Linked DNA regions of Mus musculus: regions 2, 3, 4, 5, 6 and 7 are each linked to region 1. A link is a contact called in public HiCAR-type, HiChIP or PLAC-seq and promoter capture Hi-C data. All regions are on one chromosome and are shown on one strand. Each heading gives the region's core, a stretch centred on a gene start, on an enhancer-like site or on the middle of the called end of the contact. The rest is flanking DNA. Distances are from core to core; before and after follow the strand shown.

Evidence for each region. Promoter capture Hi-C pulls out the DNA fragments that hold promoters and counts their contacts. HiCAR-type assays count read pairs that join an accessible place to other places. HiChIP or PLAC-seq counts read pairs in DNA pulled down with a chosen protein or histone mark. Capture Hi-C pulls out chosen DNA fragments and counts their contacts.
Region 2: an H3K27ac HiChIP or PLAC-seq map of embryonic stem cells shows a contact between it and region 1, with 4 times the contacts expected there. The contact joins the promoter of Ano6 here to the promoter of Twf1 in region 1. A contact is called at or near these places in 6 of 39 promoter capture datasets (3T3-L1-derived adipocytes, embryonic stem cells, liver and 1 more), 4 of 115 datasets of contacts at active chromatin or transcription factors (astrocytes, embryonic stem cells and extraembryonic endoderm stem cells) and 3 of 9 other capture datasets (adipose tissue, embryonic stem cells and liver).
Region 3: a contact with region 1 is called in a promoter capture Hi-C map of liver, with 5 times the contacts expected there. The contact joins the promoter of Zcrb1 here to the promoter of Twf1 in region 1. A contact is called at or near these places in 13 of 39 promoter capture datasets (the 3T3-L1 cell line, 3T3-L1-derived adipocytes, the C10 cell line and 8 more), 10 of 484 Hi-C or Micro-C datasets (B cells, CD4 T cells, CD8 T cells and 5 more), 17 of 115 datasets of contacts at active chromatin or transcription factors (acute myeloid leukemia, astrocytes, bone marrow-derived dendritic cells and 10 more) and 2 of 9 other capture datasets (adipose tissue and liver).
Region 4: a contact with region 1 is called in a promoter capture Hi-C map of hippocampal neurons, with 2.7 times the contacts expected there. The contact joins the enhancer-like site here to the promoter of Twf1 in region 1. A contact is called at or near these places in 2 of 39 promoter capture datasets (hippocampal neurons and liver) and 4 of 115 datasets of contacts at active chromatin or transcription factors (acute myeloid leukemia, embryonic brain, embryonic stem cells and 1 more).
Region 5: a HiCAR-type map of astrocytes shows a contact between it and region 1, with 3 times the contacts expected there. The contact joins the enhancer-like site here to the promoter of Twf1 in region 1. A contact is called at or near these places in 3 of 39 promoter capture datasets (3T3-L1-derived adipocytes, liver and stem cell-derived epiblast-like cells), 3 of 115 datasets of contacts at active chromatin or transcription factors (acute myeloid leukemia, astrocytes and embryonic stem cells) and 1 of 9 other capture datasets (embryonic stem cells).
Region 6: an H3K27ac HiChIP or PLAC-seq map of embryonic stem cells shows a contact between it and region 1, with 4 times the contacts expected there. The contact joins the promoter of Dbx2 here to the promoter of Twf1 in region 1. A contact is called at or near these places in 1 of 39 promoter capture datasets (embryonic stem cells) and 4 of 115 datasets of contacts at active chromatin or transcription factors (astrocytes, embryonic forebrain and embryonic stem cells).
Region 7: a contact with region 1 is called in an H3K27ac HiChIP or PLAC-seq map of thymic regulatory T cells, with 6 times the contacts expected there. The contact joins the enhancer-like site here to the promoter of Twf1 in region 1. A contact is called at or near these places in 5 of 39 promoter capture datasets (the 3T3-L1 cell line, hematopoietic stem and progenitor cells, liver and 1 more), 1 of 484 Hi-C or Micro-C datasets (muscle stem cells) and 4 of 115 datasets of contacts at active chromatin or transcription factors (embryonic stem cells, pancreatic cancer cells, stem cell-derived neural progenitor cells and 1 more).

The regions. Positions count from the first base shown.
Region 1 is chr15:94,588,154-94,591,349 of GRCm38.p6, reverse strand. Twf1 (twinfilin actin binding protein 1) reads left to right here and starts at 1,526. Exons shown (of 9, transcript NM_008971.4): 1 at 1,526-1,598; 2 at 3,045-3,122. The coding sequence starts at 1,574.
Region 2 is chr15:95,789,289-95,792,484 of GRCm38.p6, reverse strand. Ano6 (anoctamin 6) reads right to left here and starts at 1,642. Exons shown (of 20, transcript NM_175344.4): 1 at 1,429-1,642. The coding sequence starts at 1,501. The region is part of intron 1 of A130051J06Rik (a long non-coding RNA gene); the gene reads left to right.
Region 3 is chr15:93,396,892-93,400,087 of GRCm38.p6, reverse strand. Zcrb1 (zinc finger CCHC-type and RNA binding motif 1) reads left to right here and starts at 1,754. Exons shown (of 8, transcript NM_026025.3): 1 at 1,754-1,925; 2 at 2,833-2,918. The coding sequence starts at 2,835. Pphln1 (periphilin 1) reads right to left here and starts at 1,738. Exons shown (of 9, transcript NM_175363.4): 1 at 1,627-1,738.
Region 4 is chr15:95,770,592-95,773,787 of GRCm38.p6, reverse strand. No RefSeq gene overlaps it. Among named protein-coding and RNA genes, the nearest start is that of Ano6, 19 kb to the left of the region's middle. Within about 2 kb of position 1,632, at least 13 of the 459 cell types and tissues checked have an H3K27ac peak or open chromatin away from gene starts, as enhancers often do. A contact at or near this core is called in hippocampal neurons, where this site is marked.
Region 5 is chr15:95,744,434-95,747,629 of GRCm38.p6, reverse strand. Gm6961 (predicted gene 6961) reads left to right here. Exons shown (of 3, transcript NR_131148.1): 3 at 82-383. Among named protein-coding and RNA genes, the nearest start is that of Gm6961, 5.6 kb to the left of the region's middle. Within about 2 kb of position 1,744, at least 19 of the 459 cell types and tissues checked have an H3K27ac peak or open chromatin away from gene starts, as enhancers often do. A contact at or near this core is called in astrocytes and liver, where this site is marked.
Region 6 is chr15:95,653,267-95,656,462 of GRCm38.p6, reverse strand. It overlaps Dbx2 (developing brain homeobox 2), which reads left to right and starts at 1,692. Exons shown (of 4, transcript NM_207533.2): 1 at 1,692-2,223. The coding sequence starts at 1,701. It overlaps Gm31690 (predicted gene, 31690), which reads right to left and starts at 1,987. Exons shown (of 3, transcript NR_168499.1): 1 at 1,807-1,987.
Region 7 is chr15:93,581,509-93,584,704 of GRCm38.p6, reverse strand. The region is part of intron 1 of Prickle1 (prickle planar cell polarity protein 1); the gene reads left to right. Among named protein-coding and RNA genes, the nearest start is that of Prickle1, 13 kb to the left of the region's middle. Within about 2 kb of position 1,479, at least 10 of the 459 cell types and tissues checked have an H3K27ac peak or open chromatin away from gene starts, as enhancers often do. A contact at or near this core is called in thymic regulatory T cells, where this site is marked.

The DNA.
Region 1 (3,196 bases), core at 277-2,776:
CCACAAAGAAAAGCAGTTGCAGGCCTATTTAGTGGCTTATTTAAAATGCTTTATACTCGAAGAGGGACTCCATACCTTGTCATTATGTCATTTGCCTGAATCGAGTTTGAATATAAAAAAATAAATATATTTATTAGTCCAAGGCTTTAAAATCTAGAGCTAGAGTTCTACTTAGAAAACATACATAAAAATAAACAATAGAATAAACTTTCACAGGGGAATGCATGCCGATAAAAGTGTACAGTGAGAAAGAACGGTAACTCCTGTCTGCTGTTTCCATACAAATGTATTGCATCCAGGTAACTACGAACACACATTTGACTTGAAGCAATCAAAGGCTAACCTAAAGCAAAGCTCTGTTAATGGTTTCCAAGGGTAGAGCTGACCACAGAGAGATATTCAGGTCAGCTCAATGGCTCAGTGGTTTCACACTCAGTTCTTTGGGGGAACCAGAGAAAGGACAATGAGGTCTCTTAAAGTGCTATGAGCTGAAATTTCCAGAAAAAAAAAAAAGCCACCCCAAACCTGTTCAAGACTCAAAAAGGTTGCCTAGCTGATTAGAAGTGCCTGATTGTGTAGGACTGTGGTGTAGGTCCTAAGCTGAATTATCTTGGGCCATCCCAGTTACTAGCCACTTCTGAGTCCATCCTTGGAAATGTACAGACCACTTAGCTTCTCCCATTGAAAGGTTAAAGATGCCCTCTTCAGATAATATCTGAACCAGTAGCAGAAATTTCGCCACTTTGGGTATAGCCCCATGTCCCCACCAAATATATTTTAAAGATGATTTGTGATTTTCTTTTGTTCTGGTACTAAAAAAAAAATTCATAAGTCTGTTACCAAGTTGAAACATGATATTTGGGATGGGGTGTCACCTGAATTAGTGCCTCCTCCCCGCCTGATAGGGCACATATTTGATTTCAGAATAGACTTTTTTTTCTCTTTTTTGAGGTGAGAACAGTGGTTTTGTGTGATAGTGACCAATTGAAAAGTGAACAGCTTGAGATTCAAATCACGGGGAAAATAATGGAGAACTCTACAGTCTCTTATTTTAAAGTGGGCCAGGAGTGGTCTTGAGCCCCATCTTGCTTTGCAAATGTTTAACTGTTTTATCTTTCGCCTTAAAATGGTCTTTTCTTTACAGCAAAGGATATGTCTTTCATGTAGAAAGCGTTTGTTTCGGAAAATGGCCATTTTTCCCTCTAAAGCATTTTGATGAGGTGTGTCGCTGCGGCGTGTGATAGACACACAGCCCACTGCCAGAAGGTGCATCCTGGACAGAAACAGCAGCGGGGGGGGGGGGGGGGGGGGCAAGGGGGGGTGATTGCCGGGAAAGGGCATGGCCAATGGCTTAAGGGGCGGGGCTTGTGACGACAATGAAAGTAGCCAGTGAAAGAACAGGGGGCGGGATCCTAGGCGGGGTCTATGTCGCGCTGGAGAGCGGGGCTGGTGCTGGGGGCGGGGCTGAGAGTCGCGGGCCGATGACGCACAGGCGGAGCCGCTACTTCCTGGATCCGCCGGCCGGGGCCGCTACCGCACCCTGCGCCGGAGCCGGGAGCCTGGGGCCGCCGCCATGTCCCACCAGACAGGCATCCAAGGTAACGGCGCCACGGGGCAGGGGCTCCCGGGAGGCTGCGGGCCGGAACGCTGGAGGCGCGCACGGCATTGGAGCTGCTCTGGGTGCGACGGCCCCGACTGTGTCCCTCGCGGCCCTCCCCGGCGGCCGCCACGTAACAGGCCGGTGGTGGCTGCCAGAGAACCGAGGATGTGAGGATGTCCCGGGCGACCCCGCTGCATCCCGGCCCCCGTGCCGAGAGCAGGAAGACCGAAGCTGGCTGGGCTCCTGCCGCCGGCCAGCCGAGCGACTTTTTCCTCGGGACCCGCCAAAGGAGATTGCTCCAGCACTCAGATCGTTTGAAAACCAAACAGCTCCCACCGCTGTAGGCTGCCTCCCGAACTCCCCGGATTTTTCTCTCAGAACGCGGGTGTGCCTTCCTTCCGGAGAAATCCCGAGTAGGGAGTGTTTTTCCATCTTTGGATGCTTGCACCCCAGGCAGCTGCAAAGTCTGATCTGTGTAGCTGCACCTCATGAACCCCGTGGAGACAGTCGAATGTGCAGTTTACTTGTGTATCTTACTCGCCGTTTATTATTTCCTGGTTGGAAAATAGGCAACTTGGACGTACTCAACCTCCTACGGAATCAAATAATATATCCCGGGGTTATTTAACGAGTTCTAATATAAACTAGAGCACTTCCCGTAATAGTTAACCGAGCCTTTCCCCCGGGTGACCACTTAATAACTTGTTTTGTGTTTTAAGGGTTTTTGACACTACCACTTAATTCTGTGCACATGCAGGCAAAAATAGTCTCCGATCTAACAACACTTAATCTCCCCCGTGTTACTTATGACATTTAAATATATCAAAATTATTGTTTAATGTTTGAGCCTTTTATATAACAAGACATAAATATTAGTCTTGCTTGGCAATCAACAACACAAGACCGAATTTGAAGCAATGATGACTACACAAGGGATAGGTTATTAAATGTTTATTTCCTGGGTGGCTTCTATAACTTTTTACAAAGAGATGCAAGAAAAATGTAAGATCTAGTGTATTTTACAGGTTTTTTCTTTAATCAGTATATGAGATTTGATCCTGTTGTTCTTGATGGACAGATACAGGACATGATTTGATGAAGGAGCACACATCACAAACTTAAAATTGGACTATTAGAAGCAACTTGTTAACATTTTCAAACATGGAGCAATTTGTCTGTTACTGGGTTTGACTGAAAGCATTCACCCTAGTGTTACTTCTGCTACTGAGTTCTGTGGCTAAAATGTTGAAGTTCCTGTACTTCTAAATGCTAGTATTTAGTTTTTGCTCCTCGCCAAGGCCGGTATTTTATGCTTCTGTTTTATAGTAACAATAAGAAGGGCCTGTATGCTCCACATGTTTCTTTAATTTATGTTTTCTTTAGGTGAATACAAACTAAACTACTTCTAGGTTTAAACACTTTTTCCCTTTATCATTTTCCACAGCAAGCGAAGATGTCAAAGAGATCTTTGCCCGAGCCAGAAACGGGAAATACAGACTTCTGAAAATATCTATCGAAAATGGTTAGTTAACAGTTTTAAGATACTCTGTGCCCCTGGAGGGTTAGCTGTTACAGTTTCAGGTTTCCAAGCCTTAT
Region 2 (3,196 bases), core at 393-2,892, 1.2 Mb before region 1:
CTATACAACGCTCCCTCTAGTGAGGAGTCCCGAAGAGAGAGACTAACCAAGAGCTTTAACACTACAAGATTGGAGGCAGAGGTTTCAATTGCAGTCCTCCATTTCACCAGCGCCTCCTCTCCCACTGTTGGATTTAGAATTAGTTCATAATAGTCTATCAACCTACTTCAGTAAACCTTCAAGAAGGCTTATAATTCTGTAGTAACATAAACGTTCATAGGTTTGGTAAAACGTCTGGGACAAAAACATAACTATGATCCACATGAAATTCATAATTCAATAAAGGACAACCAAAAATTGCCAGGACCTGCTTAAACGTTGCCTGTCCAAACAGGCTGTCTGCTATCTAAAGTATGAATCTAAATACTGGAGGCTACAGTAAGAAGAGGCAGAGGTAGTTAACTACATCGGCTGTTTTACTTCGTGGAACAAGCATGAATTACATGGGTCAGTAAAAGCAAAGCCAGCCTACTGGCAGGGTCTGAAGACAACCTATGATGCCTATCATGTAACAGAGGCTAGACCAAATTAGATTTTCTTTCTAAATTGAAATCTGAGGGCAGCAAGGGCTTACACTCAGAGCCTCTTGCTTATGTCAATTTCTATTCCGGCTGGATCTCACTTGAGTGCCTCACTATGACAGACAAGAATATTTCCCTAAGAAACTAACTGTGCTAATACGAGTGTAACTTTTTAACGCTGCTCCCGTGGGTGGTATTTTATGTAAACGGTCACTTAACTGTTCAGTCTCATGAGACAAGAGCATCCTACATCCTTTACCCAATCAGCCGCCAGGTGCAGAGCCTTAACTTGCTCAACTCTGGGAAATCAGAAACTTCTACTTGACAGTGTGAGGCTCCAGGAAGGCTAACCTGGGCACACTTTTCTCCTCTCCTTAAAAAGGAATACTATTTGCTCTCTCCACAAAGAGGAGTGCCTGATAAACCGCTGTCACAATGAAAGGCCAAGGCTAAATCGCGGCGTGGAATTCCCAAGTTCGTCTAGACCTGGGAGTTACCAAATTCCTTTGATTGGTCTGTGAGCAAAACCTGAAAGGAAGGAAAAGCCACACCCAACTCCTAAATTTACTTTGTAAAGTGTTTGGAGGCCTTGAGAGGGAACATTTTGACATCCAGGAGGCCTGATGGAAACGTGCCACGGTCCTCCGCCCGGCGTCGCCCCGCGTCCCTGCCCCGCGCCCGCGGCTCCAGCCCTTTTGTTTGTGTCTCTGCGGGCTGGTGCAGCGGCGCAGCCTGTGGCCTCGGAGAATCCGGCTCAGGTGTGTCGTGAACCCGGGAGCAGGGGCCCCCAAAACACCGCCCGGAGCGGACGCAGGAAAAAGACCCGAAGTTGCTTGGGAGGTTCGGCTTCCGCGCAGAGGCGTCCGCCCCGGATCCCCCTTGCCCTGGCCCCGGTTCCGGCACTCACCAATGTCTCCATCCTCATCGTCGTCCTCCTCCAGCTCCATGTTCAGCAGGACCTTCCTAGTCATCATCTGCATGTCTCCCGGAGACCGTCACTCGGCTGCTCTCGGCTCCGCTCGGCTCCGCTCGGCTCGGGCCGCAAGCTCCGCTCTGCCCTCTCGGCACTGCCCCGCTGCGCTCCGCCCGCGCTCTGCTTCAGCAGGCGCTGCTCAGCCTGCGACTGAGCATGCCCAGAGGGACGCCGCCGCTCCCGCCCCAGATCAAACCGCCCCGGCTGCGAGGAGCCTGGGAGGAAGTCGGGCTGGGGGGGTTGGGGGAAGGGGAGTGGCAGAAGCCGGGCGAGCCGCGCCGCGCCTGCGGGGAGCGCTGCAGCCGCAGAGGCAGGCCGGCTTCTATGAGCTCACGAGGGTCTTTAATCTGCAGAATGACGAGACGTTGCAAGGTGCCCGCTTAGTGTGGGGGAGGAAAACGACACACGTGCGCACGGAGAGCCCCTGTGCCCCCGCCCGAAGGAGCACATGCGGGGAGTGGTCGCGGGGTGCCCTCCAAGCCCCGGAACTAGGCCGAACAAAACACGCCATAGCTACGTGTAAACTCTTTAATAAGACAATATGGGAAACTGTAGTACCAGGAAGGACAAAGAAACGAAAGGGGGAAATGACGGTAGAGAGTGAAGGAATGCCGCCCTGACAACCCAAGGACTGGGGCGCAGATGCGGCGGGAGTACCAAGTCCTTGGGTCTGCACAGCTGCTCTCAAGGACGCTGGTGAATGGTGGCTTCCCTGCAGTGCCCGGGTTGTCGCTCACTCCCTGGAGAAGCACTTGCCTCCTGAGCCCGTTCCTAGTCAATGTTCAATGACAAGACACTACTACATCCACTGTGTGTTTTATTCTTTTATATTCTTACCCTTTTCCTCTTTCGCCTCTCAGATGCTAGGAGTCCAGCCCAGCACCCCTGGCGTGCTAAGGGAGTACTCTCCACTTATCTATAGTCCCAACCTCATAGTTAATGTTCTCACTTGAAGGGAAAAAACATTGCGATCAATAATAACGCAGGAATTTAATCACGAATATGCACTAAAGGACAGTACAAATTAGAGAAAACGTCCAGGAGACGCTCTCCTTGCTCCTTAAGCTCCGGTTTTTACCAAAGAAGACTACTTGTAACATGAAAAGTAAGTGCAGAACTCTGGAGATCTTGAGAAGATGAGGAGACTATGAGAGGGAGAGAGAGGAAGAGAGGCCGGGACCAGTAATGCTAGCAATGACCCCTATGGCCTGAAATGCCATCTGCGACCTGTAATACCAGTTATGACCTATAATGCCAGCCCTCCAGAGGCCGAAGCAGGGGGACTCTGAAGCAAAACTCGGCTTCAGGACAGACTGGGAACTGAGAAGGGAAGGGAAGGCTTTAGTGAACTCTCGGTTCCAGAGGTGTGTGGGTTGCAGGAGGAAGTTTCCATCTTCATTTAGCCATGGCGATTTTCGTGCGCTGAGTCCGCTGAGTCCGGTACTAAAAGTTTTTACAGTGGTCGCTTCATCTCTGCCTAGGAGTTACTGCCACTGTTTCACCTGACCGCCCGATAGGTGAGCATCTTGTCTGCAACCACAGATAGCCAGTGTTGGGGTGGCCCTTTTACTATATGCACCTCAGAAAGTGCCTCCAGAGGCCTTTCCACCCACTTCTTCCAACCCACCCGGTCTCATCACTGACCTGCTAGGTTCTCTCAGCAGATGTAGAAGTTCTGGATCTTCCGACCTAAAGCTACTTT
Region 3 (3,196 bases), core at 505-3,004, 1.2 Mb after region 1:
AATCAGGAAGCAATTGGCTCCTGCTGGAGGGGGCTTAGAAGAACCTAACTTTGGGAACTTAGGGAAAGACTACTCAAAAATAAGAGCTGGGCTAAGCCCGAGGAAGGCCAGTAATCAGAACGTAGGAGGGCTGAGGCAAAACAAGAGAATCACCAGTTCTAGGCCCTGCTTGGGGGGATGGGGGGTAGGGGATGGGGATTATATTAATAGAAAGAGGTAGAAGGCAGGGAAATCATAGGACCAAAAGGAAAAATGAGAACAAAAACTGAAAGAAAAAAAAAATCAAGGAAATGCAATCAATTCGATACAGATGGAGCAACACCAAATCTTAAAACCCAGATGTCAGGGGAAAAAAAAAAAGTTCAATTTAAAGGCAAAAGCCACAGCTTTGTTAAAGAGTCAGAAAACGCAAGACAGTTTCAAAACAAGGCTAATAAGTGTTTGCTAAGCAGACAAAATAAGATTCCAGGAGCACAGACGATGCGCTCAGGGTGAACTAAGGAAGGAGAAGCAGTGGTACCCCCAAATCGAGAGGAAGCACGAAACAGCGCGGAGAGTTAAGGCTCAAACAATTAGAAGACCAAAGGGGCTTACATCGTGGGCGATAACCAAGCACAACCGGGATGTGAAGCCTGGGAGTTTGGGCTGGCCACAAGTTTGCCATGAGAATTAGTCCCAGTGGTCCCTTGGTGGACGCCAAGGAATTAATGCCTCTCAAAACTCAGCGGCGCCCTGGGTGGATTGCACTTCGTCCCTCCGCTTCAGTCAGGATTGATTGTGCAGGCTCCACGACAGGCTCTGGGCTCCGGGCTGCTGACACGCAGGTTCCCAGGGAGTAGTTACAGGCCTGGTCTGTACGTGCTGGTGGGTAGAAGTTAAGTTTAAACTACCGGGCAAAATAAGCATTCGGATTTCTCTGTAGAAACGACGAGCTCTTAAAGAATAATCAGTGTAGCCGGGCGGTGATGGTGCACGCCTTTAATCCCTGCACTCTGGAGGCGAGGCGGGCGGGATCTCTGAGTTCGAGGCCAGCCTGGTCTACAGAGCGAGTTCCAGGACAGCCAGGGCTACACAGAGAAACCCTGTCTCGGAAAACAAAAAAATAATCAGTGCGTACCCATTCCATATTTTCAGAAAGGAAAAAATAGTAATAAACAACGGGACGATGGAGCTGAACATCTGTCCGTGCCAGTACTCAAGAATGGGTCACTGTGTGACTCCAACTGTCCCCACGTGGGCTTTGTCTCCCCGGCCACACTGACATTCTCAACAGCAAGTGGATTATTTTGGCACTCTTTTGTCCGTCTCTCAAAGTGCCTATTACAGAGTCGGTTAGGTCCAAAAAATAAAAAATAAGATAAAAACCCAGACTTCCTGACTGACCTGGCGTCACTGAAGTTGCCTGGCTGAGAACTCCCCTTTTGCTTACTAAACTCCTGCCGAGAAGCGGAACCTGGGTCTCACTCTCCTCCACACTTCGCTTTCCTCCCGCATCCACTGAGTCCCTCTCCAGGTTCCACTAGGAGTCCAGAATAAAGCACATCTCCATCGCCGCAGGAAACGTCCGCCCGCCCGCCCGCCGGCCGCATGCGCCCCTCGCGCCTCTGCGGAGAGCCACTCGCTCACCTACGTCCCACTGCTGAGCCTCCGCCTCTGTCGCCGCCGCCTCTGTCGCCGCCGCCTCAGCCGCCGGTGAAACCCGCGAAGCCAGACGTCCGCTCGCCCTAAAGGCACTTCCGGCGCGCGCGGTGACGTCGCCCGGCGCGCCAGCCTCCGGCCCGGGGCCGTCGGGGTTTGGGGGAGTCGGAAGGAGCGCTGCACCGCGCTGCGTTCGCGGACGCCCGCGCTTTTGCGCGCCGCGGAAGGCAGCCGGAGGTGAAGCCGCCGCGGGCTCGCATCCTCTCCGCTTCGCCTCTGCGCCGAAGGTAAGCTCCCACGGCGCCGGGCCCAGGAGACGGCCGCGGCCCGGGCCTCCGCCTCGGCCTCCGCCTCGGCCTCGGCCTCGGCCTCGGCCTCGGCCTCGACCCTGACCCCAGCTCCGGCCCCAGGAACGTCCAGCCGGGGTTAGCATTTCTCAGAGTGAGAAACTGGAAACGCGACAAGCAGGTTTTGGCTAGCTAAGGCTTTTTGAATAATCCTCCTACTGGGCCAGCGGGGCGCCCTCCGGGGTGCCGGGTCCATTGTCATTCATAGGGGTTCTTAACACTTGCTGCCGACCGACGCGATCGTTTCACCTGTAATTTGCAGAGTTTTAACAGTGACGTTGATTACTAAGCACATTGATAAATATACAGGTTAATGTCCCATTCAAAGTAGGTAATCCATGTAATAGAGTGTCATTTCATGATTTGGTTGTGCACGAAATTTAAAAATCTAAAGAACTTTATCAAAATGTGAAACTACCCCAAGCTTAACAAAACCGAGTCTCTGTCGTCATGGCCTACCTATATCAGTAATCCATATATACAGACGTAGATACAGGAGTTTTTTTAAAAACAAGAACAAAAGAGGCGGGGTAGACAGGTGTCCCTTTCGGAGGTGGGCGAATCCTTGGGAAACATCTTTTCCGCTTTTACCCTAAGAAGGCGTTAAAAATAGCCTTGTGGCTTCTCCATCTCTCTAAAACCCCTCTTCAATCGCACCGCAGCCCTAAAAGGCTTAACACCCGCTGCTAGAAAAGGAATATGGTAATTCACACCCTACCCACACTGGTACTCTAATCTCTTTAAATGAATGGAGCCTGAGGAATTCTACCCTAATTAAGTCAGTGATGGTCCTTGTTTGGTTCTACTTGGAGTAAGATTCCCAATGTCTCCTTTTTTTCCGTTTTAGAAATGAGCGGTGGCTTGGCGCCAAGTAAAAGCACAGTTTATGTATCCAACTTGCCTTTCTCCCTAACAAACAATGATTTATACCGGGTAAGTTGTATGTACATCTAACTAATGGATTCTTTCTTTAGAGACAATCTGAAGCTTAAGCAAAAATACTGCTCCCTGGGAAAATTTTTAGTTGATATCTTCTGCAAATTTTAGTGGGAAATTTTTCAATTTTGTTTTAATTTCCCAAAGAGAATTTGTTGTTTGTGTGTTTTTTCGAGGCAGGGTTTCTCTGTGCCTGACTGGCCTAGAACTCACTCTGTAGAACAGGCTATCATAGAACTCAGAGATCTGCCTTCCTCTGCCGCCTGTACTTGAGT
Region 4 (3,196 bases), core at 383-2,882, 1.2 Mb before region 1:
CAGTTAAGCACACTTGTTGCTCTTACAGAGAGGCCCTAGGTTCCATTTCCAGCATGCACATGGCAATTCACAACCATTTCTAACTCCAGTTCCAAGAGCGAATCTGGTGCCCTCTTCTGGCCGCCATGAGCATGGCATGCATGCTGTGCCCATGTATACACGCAGGCAAAACACTCATATGCATACTATAAAACAAGTCTAAAAAAATAAAGCACCATGGGAAAATTATAGGAATGTCTTAAAAAAAAAACTTGACAGGAAATCAGTTTATTAGCTCAACTTCAAAATTTTTTCTAAAGGAATGAACCGAATCTGGAAAACTAGTTTCATAGCAATTAGATATCTAGCAAAAAAAAAAAAAAAAAAAAAAAAAAAGGAAAGACAATCTAAAGCAATAGAAGTATAATATCCGAGGTTTTCCCTTTTCATACTTACAATTGTAAGTGGGATTTGGCTATTGGCCAGTTCATTGCATTATATCCAGATGAGTGAAGACGTAAGGGAGACTATAATCCTGGAGCTTAATTTTATTCATTATTTCCAAAGTCTCTCAGCTGTACTCAGCGCTACAGTGAGAACACAATTGGCCGGTCCACCTTTAGCCCTTTTCTGTCTTCTCCCCTTCTATAGGCGGGGGCTGGACTCTTAAAGGGCTACTTACAGAGCTTAGTGAGGTACAAATGTAAGTGGCCCAAGAGTGGCCTCCGCATCTGTTTCCAGATAACCCAAGACTGCCCGAAAGGTAAACGAAAGTAGGGTATATTTAGAGCATCCAGGACCTAGGATTTTCTTGGCATGCCTCAGTAACTGGAGAAGTGAGATCTCAGGAGCCGAATTGTAAGTTAGGAAATAAGATGCTGTTGTCAAGTGACCGGAAGTTCAATACCAGTTATATCACTTATTTGGTGTGAAAAGGCTCAAGGAAAGTGTTCAATGCTTGTAAGGATTTTTTTTTTTTTTTAGACAATGTGACTCAAGTTAGGGAAAAGGAGCCTCAGCTAAGAACATGACTCCATCAAATTGGCCTGAAGGCAAGTCTATGGAGCACTTTTTAAATTGGTGATTGACACGGAAGGGCCCAGCCCATTGTGGGCGGTGCCACGCCTGGGCCGGTGGTCGTGGGTTGTATAAGAAAGCAGGCGGAGCAAGCCATGGTGAGCAAGGCAGCGCTCTTCCATGGCTTCTGCATCAATCCTTGTCTCCAGGTTCCTGCCCTGACTTCCGTCATTGATGGGCTTGTGACACGGAAGTAAGTAAATAAGCTTTTCTCTGTCCTTGGCTGCTTTGGGTAGAGCTGTTTACCACAGTGATAGAAAGCAAACTCGGACAGATGGGACGCTCCCCAGACCGCAGCTTCCTCATCCATCTGATGAGAAGAACAAAGCTTTCTAGAACCGCTAAATGGAGCAGAGTCTGTAGAATGGAAAATGGCCAGAATCGACTGTTGATGACGGCCTCATTCTCATAATGATTTTAATCCTCGGCATTTGAAATATCATTCTATTTTAATCATAACGACAGCCGTGATAGCCTAATGGTTTCGCTGGGCATTTTTCTGGGAAAGAAGGCTAAGAGAATGTACTCTTCCGGTCTCTGTATTCTACTGACACCGCAACCTTCCAACACAGTGCTGTTCGATTCTGTGAGCCACCACAGTAATAGGCACACAGCATCCCTCGGCAGGTACCCCAGAGGGTCACTGTAATCCCGGGCCTGCTGTTCACGTTCCTAGCATGCTATGGTGGAGTTAGTCAGGTAATTGGGCAATGAGGGACCTTTTGGAGGCCTGAGCCATCTTTCTGAGACTGGCTTAATTCAATCATTATGGTTATCTATAGGTACATCCATTTTTTTTTTTTTTTTTGGTATGACATAGCTCTATTCTTTATGGGAGAAAAAGAAAAAAGAATCCTACTGTGTGTATATACCATATTTCCTTTACTTCTCCATCTGGGATTGCTCCGCCCCAGGTTGCTTCTATAACTTAACTACTGTGAAATGTGTTGTGATAAACATTGACATGCAAGTGTGGCATTTGATTTGGATCTGTTGGGTGACACCAAGCCTGCTTGGGTTACACGGAAGGTCTGTTCATAGTTTCTAAAGGGACCTGTAAACTGATTCTGTAGTGGCTGGACTAGCTTACACTCATCAATAACATAGATTGGCTTCTTTTTGTCTTTATCCTACTTGGTACTTACTGTCTCCATTCCAATGATTGCTTATTTGCTAGTTTAGTGCCGTTGTGTGCCATGGTACAGGTGTGCCGTGGTATAGGTGTGCTGTGGTATAGGTGTGCCATGGTACAGGTGTGCCATGGTACAGGTGTGCTGTGGTATAGGTGTGCTGTGGTATAGGTGTGGAGGTCAGAGGACCACTTGCAGAAGTTGGTTTTCTCCTTCCACTGTGTAGGTTCCAGAGATCAAACTCAAGTTGTCAGATTTGTCAAAGGTGCCCTGGTCCACTAAGCCAACTTGGCCATGATATAAGTTTTCTCAATAACTTGCCATTCGGACTGGGATAAAATGAGATTTCAATGTAGTTTTTATTTATAGTTTTCTGATGGGTGGTGATGTTGAGGTTTTTTTTTTTTCATGTGGTTATCGGTCATTTGTTTTTCATCCTTTGAGAACCGTCAGCTCATTTGATTGGCCCATTTACTGACTGAATCATTTGAACTATTGTTATTTGTTTTTGTTTGATTGATTGATTTTAGATCTTTATGTAGTCTAGATATTAATCCTCCATGAGATACATGGCTAACAAAGACTTCCTCGGTCTCTCCAGTCGGTTCATTATTTCCTTGAAATAAAGAAGAGTTATTTTATTTGCCAATTCCTGGGCTGATTACCTGTGCAGCTGAGTTCTATTACGAAAATGCTTGCTTAGGTCAATATCTTAAAATGTGTTCCTTACTTCTTCCTCTATTAATTTCAGAGCTGTAATTAAACAGGCTTTCATCTATGTAGAGTCTATTTTAAAAGTCATTTAAAAATTTTAAATCTCTCTCTCTCTCTCTCTCTCCCTCCCTCCCTCCTTCCGTGTGTGTGTGTGTGTGTGTGTGTGTGTGTGTTTGTGTGTGTGTGTGTGTGTGTGTGATTTTTATGTACACCACAAGGGGCCTTCAGAGACCAGTGGATATCACATTCCTTGAAACTGTTACAGTCAGTGTGAGCTGCTTTAGGGAACCTGGGTA
Region 5 (3,196 bases), core at 495-2,994, 1.2 Mb before region 1:
ATGGGGAGCTAGTGCCGTGCTTGACCCTCGCAGATTGTATTATTATAGATTGTGTTCTTGTCTTTCGCTTTCCTTTCATAGGTGATTGAACGTTGGATGAAGACTTCTCTTTCCACGTGTTGCTATCTGGAGAGGCCATACAACTTGCCCTGTTGATAGAATAAGGAAGGTTCTCTAAGAACCAGCTTCGTGCTTCTTGACCTCATTGGGTGGCCCTATCAGTCTGGATCTTAAAGTGAACACAACGTGCTAATCTGCAACAGGAGCCACAACTTGATAGGGATGGAGAATAGGCATGTTTTGTAAAACCGCTGTTTCTTGGTTGCTTGATACTGCAATGTGACTCCCCTCGCCCCCCATGAATACAAAGCAATGATTCTGTCTCTTAACATCCACGTTTGTCCATGGAGCAGCTGGAGACAGCTGTTCTGGAGAGCAAGTGGTCAACGTGTAGACCTCGCTGGCCCCGTAGGGTTATAATGAAATGAAGGCTGATGAGGAGAAGCAGGTGCCACAGCAGCAGCAGCAGCAGCAGCAGCAGCAGTGTAGTGAGAGATTAGTAAGAAGTAATCCTTGCCTGCCTAGAAACAGGCTGAACCTAAGTGTTGGGGGGAGCCAGGCTCCTCTGATTGTTTAAGAGGACAGCTCAGGATCATGCTGGCCATTTGAGTGAGTTTCCTAGGTGGTATCTGGGAAGGTCGTCAACAAGGGAGTTGTTACAGCATTCTGTGCCCCAGATATGAAAATGATTGGCATGTCTGGACATGTAACTGCTGCCGTGGTGATGCGCCTGGAGCTGGCTCTCCAGGGCATGCACTGGGCTCTGCAGGAGGCAGGAGCCGCATTAGTACCTGTCAAGTGCAGGACACACAGGCTAGCTTTAATGGGCGAGCTCAATCTGAGCTGGACCAGATACATCCTATCACCCTCCCCTTCTGCAGTCACCCTGCCTAGGAGACATATAAATCATAGCCAGTGACCTAATAAAATAATAGAGTTTGTCTGAGTTTTGACAGCAGAAAATAATAGAGGACCTCAAATTCAGAGGGAGAGAAATAGGAGGCTTTTAAAAACTTGCTTCTTTGCCAAAACAGAGGTGAACAAAAAGTGATATCCGTAAGTTGTTGGTATCCTGGAAGTCCCCATGTATCTATGACACCAGAGAAACTCCAGGAAAGAGTGGGGTGAGGCGGGATTGTTTGTAAGGTAGCACTCACTGTATTATGTGCGATGCTCTCTTCCTGGCATGGAATTAATTACTGGAGATGGAGCATCCCCCCCCCCCATTCTTTTTTGCATGGTGACAGTCTAAGGAGTGGGCTGTACAGCAAGCGGGTCTGAGTTTAAATCTCAGCCCTCCCTGGTGGACAGCGCCTGGGTGCTTACTTTCTCTGAGTCAATCTCTTCACTTGGCGCCATGGTCAGTGAAACGAAACAATGCATTAAAGTGCTTGGCTTGGAGTCTGGCATAGCTCGGACCTTGTTAATTTCCTTCTTTAATCTCCAGGAATGTGCAGATAGGAGAGGGGATTCGGGCCACCCTTGCTGCATACTCCTGCTTTATGGGGTAGGAAGCACACATGATCATCATGACGAGAGAGAGAGAGAGAGAGAGAGAGAGAGAGAGAGAGAGACTGAGACTGGGTGTTTATGCGTCCGTTTCAGCCACCTGCTTGTTCAGTCCAGTGGTTTCAATGGTTTCGTTCCTCACTAGGAGCTGGTAGTGTTACTAGTTGACATCTATTGAATGCAATGAACCAGGCTCTGGGCCAGACACTGGGGTGGTTTGTTAAGGCCTGGCTTTGCTCTCTGCTCTCTTTCCTTCCCCTTTAACAAAATAAAGAGAGTGGCTGTTTTGCTCTTGCGTTCTCAGTTCTGCCCTTTCCAATACCCATTGTCTCATTGATGACTTCGTCCCCCATTCCTTGCCATCTCTTTTTGGCCAGATTTTCCTCTGGACAGAGAAGAACAAACAGCCCGAAATACGAACCAGAGCATCCTCACGCTGGAGTGCAGCTCCTTCCGTGGGGCTTCAGTTACATCCCAGCCAGTAGGCATAAAATGGGCAAATGGAGCTAATTACCAGGATAATTGCAGCATATTTAAAGGAGGTTGTGCAAACTGCACCCTCTCCCAATTCCCCTTTCAGAGCAGCTAGGAGTGAGTAAGCTTGTTACTCTAAAGATTAACATTGTGACAACTTCACCCTAGTGAGAAGGAGACTGCAGTGCTGCTCTGAACAGAGGGGCTGGGGAGGCAGTCAGGGTTCTCTGGAAGGAGCAAGGATTGGTACCAGGAAGGAAAAGCAAAGCTGGTTATATTCTCCTAGTCGGAGGCCAACTAGAGAGCAGTAGCATTCTGAAGTAGATGCTGCCAAAGTCAAATAAAGATTGGGCTTTCATTCCCAGGGGATGGATGACTGACTGACCAGTGGAGGGAGTTTGAGTCCCACTACTGATCAGAGGAAGTGGAGAACTGGGGGATTTAGGTGCAGTTTTTAAAAAGCAGGTCAAGTATAGTTGTTTTCTGCCCTCTTTCCCTTCACCCATCCCTCCTACCCTCCCTGATAAGAGAGGGAAAGTATTTTAGCTACTGAATGAATTTTTGTGCTGTAGCCGACATGTGCAGACAACAGAAAGGTATTGCTCACTCTTGGGGAAGTGCTCAGTTCTTGGACTTCCATCTTCCAGAACTTTTTACACAACGGATAGCTTTACCAAGACACTGGTCAGGCAAAGGAAGAGGATCAAACATTACTCCCTTGTGCTTTATTTTATTTTCTTTTTTCCTTCTTGGTCACAATAAAACTTTTGGTGTTATTTTTTTTTTATTTTCTTATGAAAAAGAATAACCTTCCAAGCCCTACACTGACAAGATGCTACTCTGCATTTTTATGCCCTTTCTGGTGGGAACATGAACTAGTAGCTACTCCGCCAGATGGAGAACCAATGACAGACCACCGACGTCCAGCTTGGTGAACCAATGTGTTTCCTGAGGTTATTTACAAGAGTATGGATGAGGAGCCGGAGAACCGTGTGTGACTTAAAGACATCTGCACCATCCAAAAGTCCATTTTAGCCTGGGTGACGGTTAATGAAATCGAATCCATGGTGCCTTCTGGACAGCTCGCAGAGCACTGGACAGGTCAGAGACTCTCCTCATTTCAGCAATTGTTACTGCTTACAAAGCTTTGGAG
Region 6 (3,196 bases), core at 443-2,942, 1.1 Mb before region 1:
GAGTCTCAGTTCTGGGGAGACTTCCAGAAGGCTCTACCTCATATAGTCCCCTCAGTGTGAAATCCCCCCACAGACATTGCTTTTCTATTGCCACTAGGCTGAGAGTTCCTACAGGGCAAAGACTAGATCTTTTCTCCATGTTCCTAGAACCACTGCCTTCAATACATTAAATATCCCATGAAGGTCTGCTGGTTACATCAATAAGTGAATGTATATTGATGGTACGTACCAGCCTTGCAAATAATTCTGCTCAGGTACCATGGTGATAAAGCTGTCTATTGTATCAGAAAGAAACGGCAACAACTTCTTGGGTTTGGCTATTGGAGGTGATCTTTGAGAAGGGATCTTTATAATAAGTACAGTATTTATTCGGTGTCAGTAAAGTAACCAACTCATTGAGATGAATTGAAACAATAGCAACAAATTGTACTTGTGGTGTGTGTGGTGTGTGTGTGTGTGTGTGTGGTGTGTGTGGTGGGTGGGGGTGGGGTGGGTGGTGTGTGTGAGGAAGCCAGAGGACAATGTTTGGAAGCCAGTTCTCTCCAACCACGTGGATTCTAGAGATCAAACTTAGGTCACTCGGCTTGGTGGCAACTGCTTCTATCAACTGAACCATCTCGATGATCCCCCAAAGAAGGACATTTAGCTTTCTAACCCGGCAACTCAAAATAGGCATTTAAGTAAATGGAAACCAAGCCCAACTTATTTTTAGGGGCAAGGAGTAGAACTATACATTTGACTCCAACTTTGCAGATACTCTAATGAAGTCTTATCCTAAATAAATCTGTCTAAATTAGGGAAGGAGAGTAAGTGTTAATTGGAATCACAGTTTTAACACTCCATCGATAGTTTCCAAAATGGGAAGTTTTTAAAGCCTTGTAGTTAAAGGCCTGCCTCCCCCTCCCTCCCCCTCGCCCTCTCCCTTTTTCTCCCTTCCTCTTTACCCCACCCCTCCAATATGCTTTTTGTTTGCCCAGTCTCCCACTGGCATTAGTTAGGGAATAAGATTAAAAAAAAAGAAGAAAAAGAAAAAGAAAGAAAGAAGGAAAAGACGTCCCTTTGTAGGCATGCACACTTGTAGGTGCCTGTGGATGCCAGAAGAAGACATCTAATACGGTGGAGCTGGAGTTTCAGTGGGTTGTGAGCTGGGTGCTTGTAAGCGAACTCAGGTCCTCTATTAAGAGCAGCAAGCATAGCTAACCACTGAGCCACCTCTTCAGCCCCAAGCGCTGCTTCTTTAGATCAAAACCGATTACATCATCTCTTCTAGACTGCAGGTGTGGCCACCTTCCTCCAGAATCCTTAAAACAGATCTTATAAAACCTGAGATGATTCACTGGAAACGGAGTTTTGCCAAATAGCCAAGAAAAACACATTTCCTTTCTTCTTAAAACAGAGGCGCCCATAAAACCTGCAAAATGAGTTATCACTGGTACTAATATCAACGTTTTCGAGTCTCCCTGATGACAACCACGCTTCAGCGACCAAGTACATGTACCCTGGAGCTCATGATAACCAAAACCAGAGGGCCCAGGACTCCAGCAGCAGGGTCAAGGCTTGGCAGGCAGAGTGGCAGCGCCCCTTTTCCGTCCCCTCCACGCCCACCTCCTCAGCAAGAGTCCCCTCCCCTCGCTGGAGCCCAGACTCTCATTGCCTTCATTGTTGGCCGCATCTGTCACTTTGTGGGCAGGATGACATGAATGGATGGGCCGGACACACCTTCCATCCCAGTCCTGAAAACCCTGTCCGGATCTGCAGACCGTTCCCGGACGCTGCCAGAGGAGCCGCTGAGGGCCAAGGACTCACCCCTCAGCCCCGATCCTGTCCGCGCCCTGTCCCTGTCCCTTCGCACTCGCTCTCCACGGCTCCCCGGGCAGCGGGCGCGCACCATGCTGCCCAGCGCTGTGGCCGCCCAGGCCGGAGCCTACTGGGATGTGGTGGCGTCCTCAGCACTCTTCGGCCTTCCTGCGCCCGGCTTTGGCAGTCTGGGCAAGAGTTTCCTGATCGAGAACTTGCTGCGCGCAGGGGCCGGGCCCACGCACGCACCCCCGCCCCCACGCCCAGCGCCCGGTCCTGAGTGTCCGCAGCTGCGGCCACTGCCTGCCAGCCCAGTGCCGCTCAAGCTGTGCCCGGCCGGACCCTTTGGTGTGCGCTGGGCCTTCCAGATGCCCCCTGGCCGGGCTCCGGGGGAGCGGGACAGTGCCTTCCAGCCCTCAGCCCCAGGTGAGCTTTGGTCGAGGGGAACCTCGGCCCAGGAGACCCTTAGTTCTGGAGAACCTGGACCAAGGGGAGCCTCAGTTCAGGGGAGCCCTGAACCAGGGGAACTTCAGTCCAGGGAAGCCTTAGCCCTGGGGAGCCTCGATCTGATCTAGAGGAGGCGCAGCCCAGGCGAACTTCAGTCTAGGGGATCCTCAGTCTGGGAAAGCCTCAGCCCAGGGAAGCCTTGCTTTCAGGTGGTCCTCAGTCCAGAGAGAGCCCTGTTGCCAGCACAGTCCCCACCTGTGAGCCCCTCACAGCACGAGTGCTGACCTGGGTGGCCCACTGCAGAGGACTGAACTGGGGTGCAGATGCCGTTTCTGGACACTAGTTCTGATTCCTTTCCTCTCCACCCCATCCCATCCCGCACTCCTTCCTAGCATCCTCCCTCAACAGGTTGACTGGGCTACCTGGGCAGTTTGATCACAGCGGGTTAGCTGGGGGGTGGTGGGTGGGGGGTAGGGGGTGGGGGATTTGAGGTTTCTAGCTGACTGGCTCCTGTTTCCAAAGTTAGCATCCTCTCTTCTGCGGGAAAGTTGCTGGCAGGGTGGTGCTGCGGACTTTGCTGGCGGAGACCTCGCCGCTGGTTTGATAGGGCTCTAATGATTTGAAAAAGAGTTGCGCAAACTTTGGACTTTCCTTGCTTTCACAGTTTGGTGTACACTAAGGTGTAAAGTAATCAAGGCCTACGCTTGCATCAGGCTGAGATAGCTGACAAATGTTGAATTGATAACTAAATGAGGAAGTTCACATATAAATAGGAATTTACCGAAAGAAGGGCACTTTGGGTTTATTTATATGCGTACTGAAGAAAACCTAACTAGTAGAACTGGGAGGAAGGCTTTGGGCAACTGAGTTAAAGAAAGGTAAAGCTGCAACCAGCCATTAACAAAGTCTCCAAGCAATTGGGAAACAGAGATCCAACTGTTTTTCCCCCCTC
Region 7 (3,196 bases), core at 230-2,729, 1.0 Mb after region 1:
CTAGGGACACCCACATTCCCACCTGTGACTCTTGCCAGAGGCCTCTAGACCCATCTCTCTGCTTTCTTCTCTGCCCCTCAGGAAACAGGGTAGGTGCTTAGTAGTTGTGAGCAGACAGAATCTTCACTGCAGCTAGTGCTCAGGGAAAACAAAAAGCTTTACTATAGTTGCATTCTGATACTAAGGCCAAAAAGTTAGCAAATGGCTTCCTGTCCCTACAGAGCTGCCCCTTAGGGACAGGTTTGTAGATAAGACTAAAACAAAAGGGGGGTTGGTGAGATGGCTCAGTGGGTAAGAGCACCCGACTGCTCTTCCTAAGGTCCAGAGTACCCAGGAACCCACATGGTGGCTCACAACCATCTGTAAGAAAATCTGACGCCCTCTTCTGGTGTGTCTGAAGACAGCTACAGTGTACTTACATATAATAATAAATAAATCTTAAAAAAAAAAAAAAAAAAGACTAAGACAAAAGAAACTAGGATTTTTTTTCCCCCTGAGTCTTTCTTGTTTGGTGCTCAGGGGTCTTTCTTTTTGTTGGTGGTCGTGGTGATGGTTTAGTTTCTCTGTGTAGCCCTTACTGCCCTTGGACTGTATAGATGAAGCTGTTCTTGACCTCAGAGATCTGCCTGCCTCTGCCTCCCAGATGCCGCTGCCACCTGGCTGGCATGTTTTCTGAGAAAATTCCCTCTTGTCTGAATAAAGCTAGAGTAAGGTAGAGTCAGAGACTGGTATGGCCGTGCCTCCTTCCTTTCATTCCTCCAGCCCACGGTGATAGATGAACCAGGACTGCCCAGCAGAGAGGGATTTGGTCAGACTAGATGGACATCCGAAGGGAAGCTCTGGGGCCTTCCTCTTCATCATGAGCCACACTGCCTACGTAAGAGTCAGACAGGCTTCGGGGCCTCCTGATGATGACAGGCCTGTCATTTACTTTTGAACTAAATGCCAGCGCTGCACATCTAATCCCCTGAGTGATTTCAACCAGCTTGCTAGGAACCCTAGTTGCCTGAGTTGTTATATTAATGTCTCAAGTTCCAGTGACTAATTGGCAGGGGATCAACTTTCTAAGAAGCCTAGCCAACCGACCTGTCCAGAAATGATCATGTTTTAATTTGATGCTTGCTTTTTTTTTTTTTTTTTTAAACTATAGTAAGACAAATTGCCTCCCAAGGCAAAACGCCTTTTGATATACTTCCTGGGTCTTTACTCTGGGCTTGGTGGAGCGGCCTACCCGAGGTTAATCCAATGGACTGATGAGGAATCCAAAGCAGTTGCTAGGCAGCCATGCCTTGGCAGCTCCTGAATAGAGAGAGCATGTCTACGGTTGAGGGGTTCAAAGGAAAGAGAAGCTGGGAGGTAGATGGACATCATTGTTGCTTACCCAACATGGTTGATGTCCGTGGTCTGCTACCCAGCGCGATGCTTACACACACATGTTCTGTGTAGCAGACGCTTTGAAATGACTGTCGACTCTTAACTACCTTGCGGAAGTGGGATGAGTCACTTTAGAAAATCTCGAGTCTTTCTTCTCTCCTCTGCCTCGGTCTCGTCAGTTAGATGTGAAGGTCATGGTGACATTTTTAGTTCATTAATTTTAATTCTAAAATACGAGATTTGGAGGCTTGCTCCTGGGGTGGGGGTGGGGGCTGGGTGGTAACTAGCAGCTGTGAAGTGGTACTAGTAATCCCCATCGCTACTTGAATGGATGGGTAGAATTATTTAATTGATCGTTTAATTAATTATTTGAGTCCACTCAAAACTACTCCTATTAGCCAGGTTCAACTTACAGCTTTAGTCATTCATTATTCCCTGTGGCCAATTCAAAACCCAGAAATGGCTATGTTTGAAGAGCTCGGGGAGTCTATACTTCCCAGACCTGACAGTTGGTTTAAATAGGTCATTGACAGTACAATGTGATAGCTAAAGATAAAATAAAAATAAAATAAAACTGGGAGGTGGGGATGCTACAGCACTTGGGAGGCAGAGGCAGGTGGATCTCCATGAGTTCGAGGTCCACTTGGTCTGCAGAGTGAGTTCTAGGACAGCCAGGGCTACACGGAGAAATCCTGTCTTGAAAAACCTAAAATAAAATCAAAAGAAAAGCAGGGTTATTAAACAGAAAGCTGCCAGTGTTGATATATGTACAACAATGGCTGCCTTGTCTCTGGTAAGAAGTGGTAACTGTGACCATTGTGCTCATCATGGGAAACATGGTGTGGGGGGGGGTTAAAACATGGACCTGTGAGTGCTCTGCTCGCTTAGATTTATAAAGTCACTTCGTAATAACAACTGTGTAAAATGTCCATGCCATGACAGGGTTTGCTGGAAGATAGGCCCACTTGAGTTGGTTTCCTAATATTTTAAAGATCTGCGATAGCACCCTCGTGTCTTTCCCAGGTAAATCAGGCAGCTGCATGCTACACAGGCAAGTCCCTTGTGTGTTGTGTTAGTCTTGGCTGGTATAGATTGCACACGTGCCCAGACCCAGCTGAAAGTACCTTTAGTGCTCGGCTGAACCATTCACTTCGCAGCAGATTCTCAGACCTCAAATGTCTGTCACCTTCTAATGAGGCCAGACTCAATCAGGAGCCCACATTGGGAATCACGAAGCCACTAGCAGCATATTCCATATACCAATCAGCATAGCAACACACAGTGCTGCATCTCCCAGCAGGTTCCCGAGTGACTCCAAAGTGCTGTGCAATATGAAGGACTCCATAATGCGACATGAATAATCACCAGTTTGAATCTGGGTCACCTCAGCCCATGACTCAAAGATCAAACGCCACCCAATGGTAATGGGAGTGTGAGAAAGTACTGCAGAGACACCCCGTGTTTCTTAATGACACCTTTATGCCTCTTCGGTGCTGTTAAGGGCAGGATGGAAATCAAGCCACCGAGCCCTTGGTCTGGAGGCTAGCCCTTCAGGGTATAGCTGGCACACTTTCGTGGGGACTCTTGAGGGAAGTCACAGCAGCTTCTGTTGATCTAGCTTCTTAAGGCCCTTTCATCTTTTTCTGACCATGGGATCACTTCAGAGTAGTGATGTCTACTTTGCATATCCTCTTTCCTTTTTCCTGTAAAAGGAGAAAGACACTATATTCACATGTGCATGTTAGCCTTTAATATTCAACTTTGTCATGCTTATTTCAATTTGGGGGCATGGTTTCCTTGCAAGATGCCTTTATTGAATGAT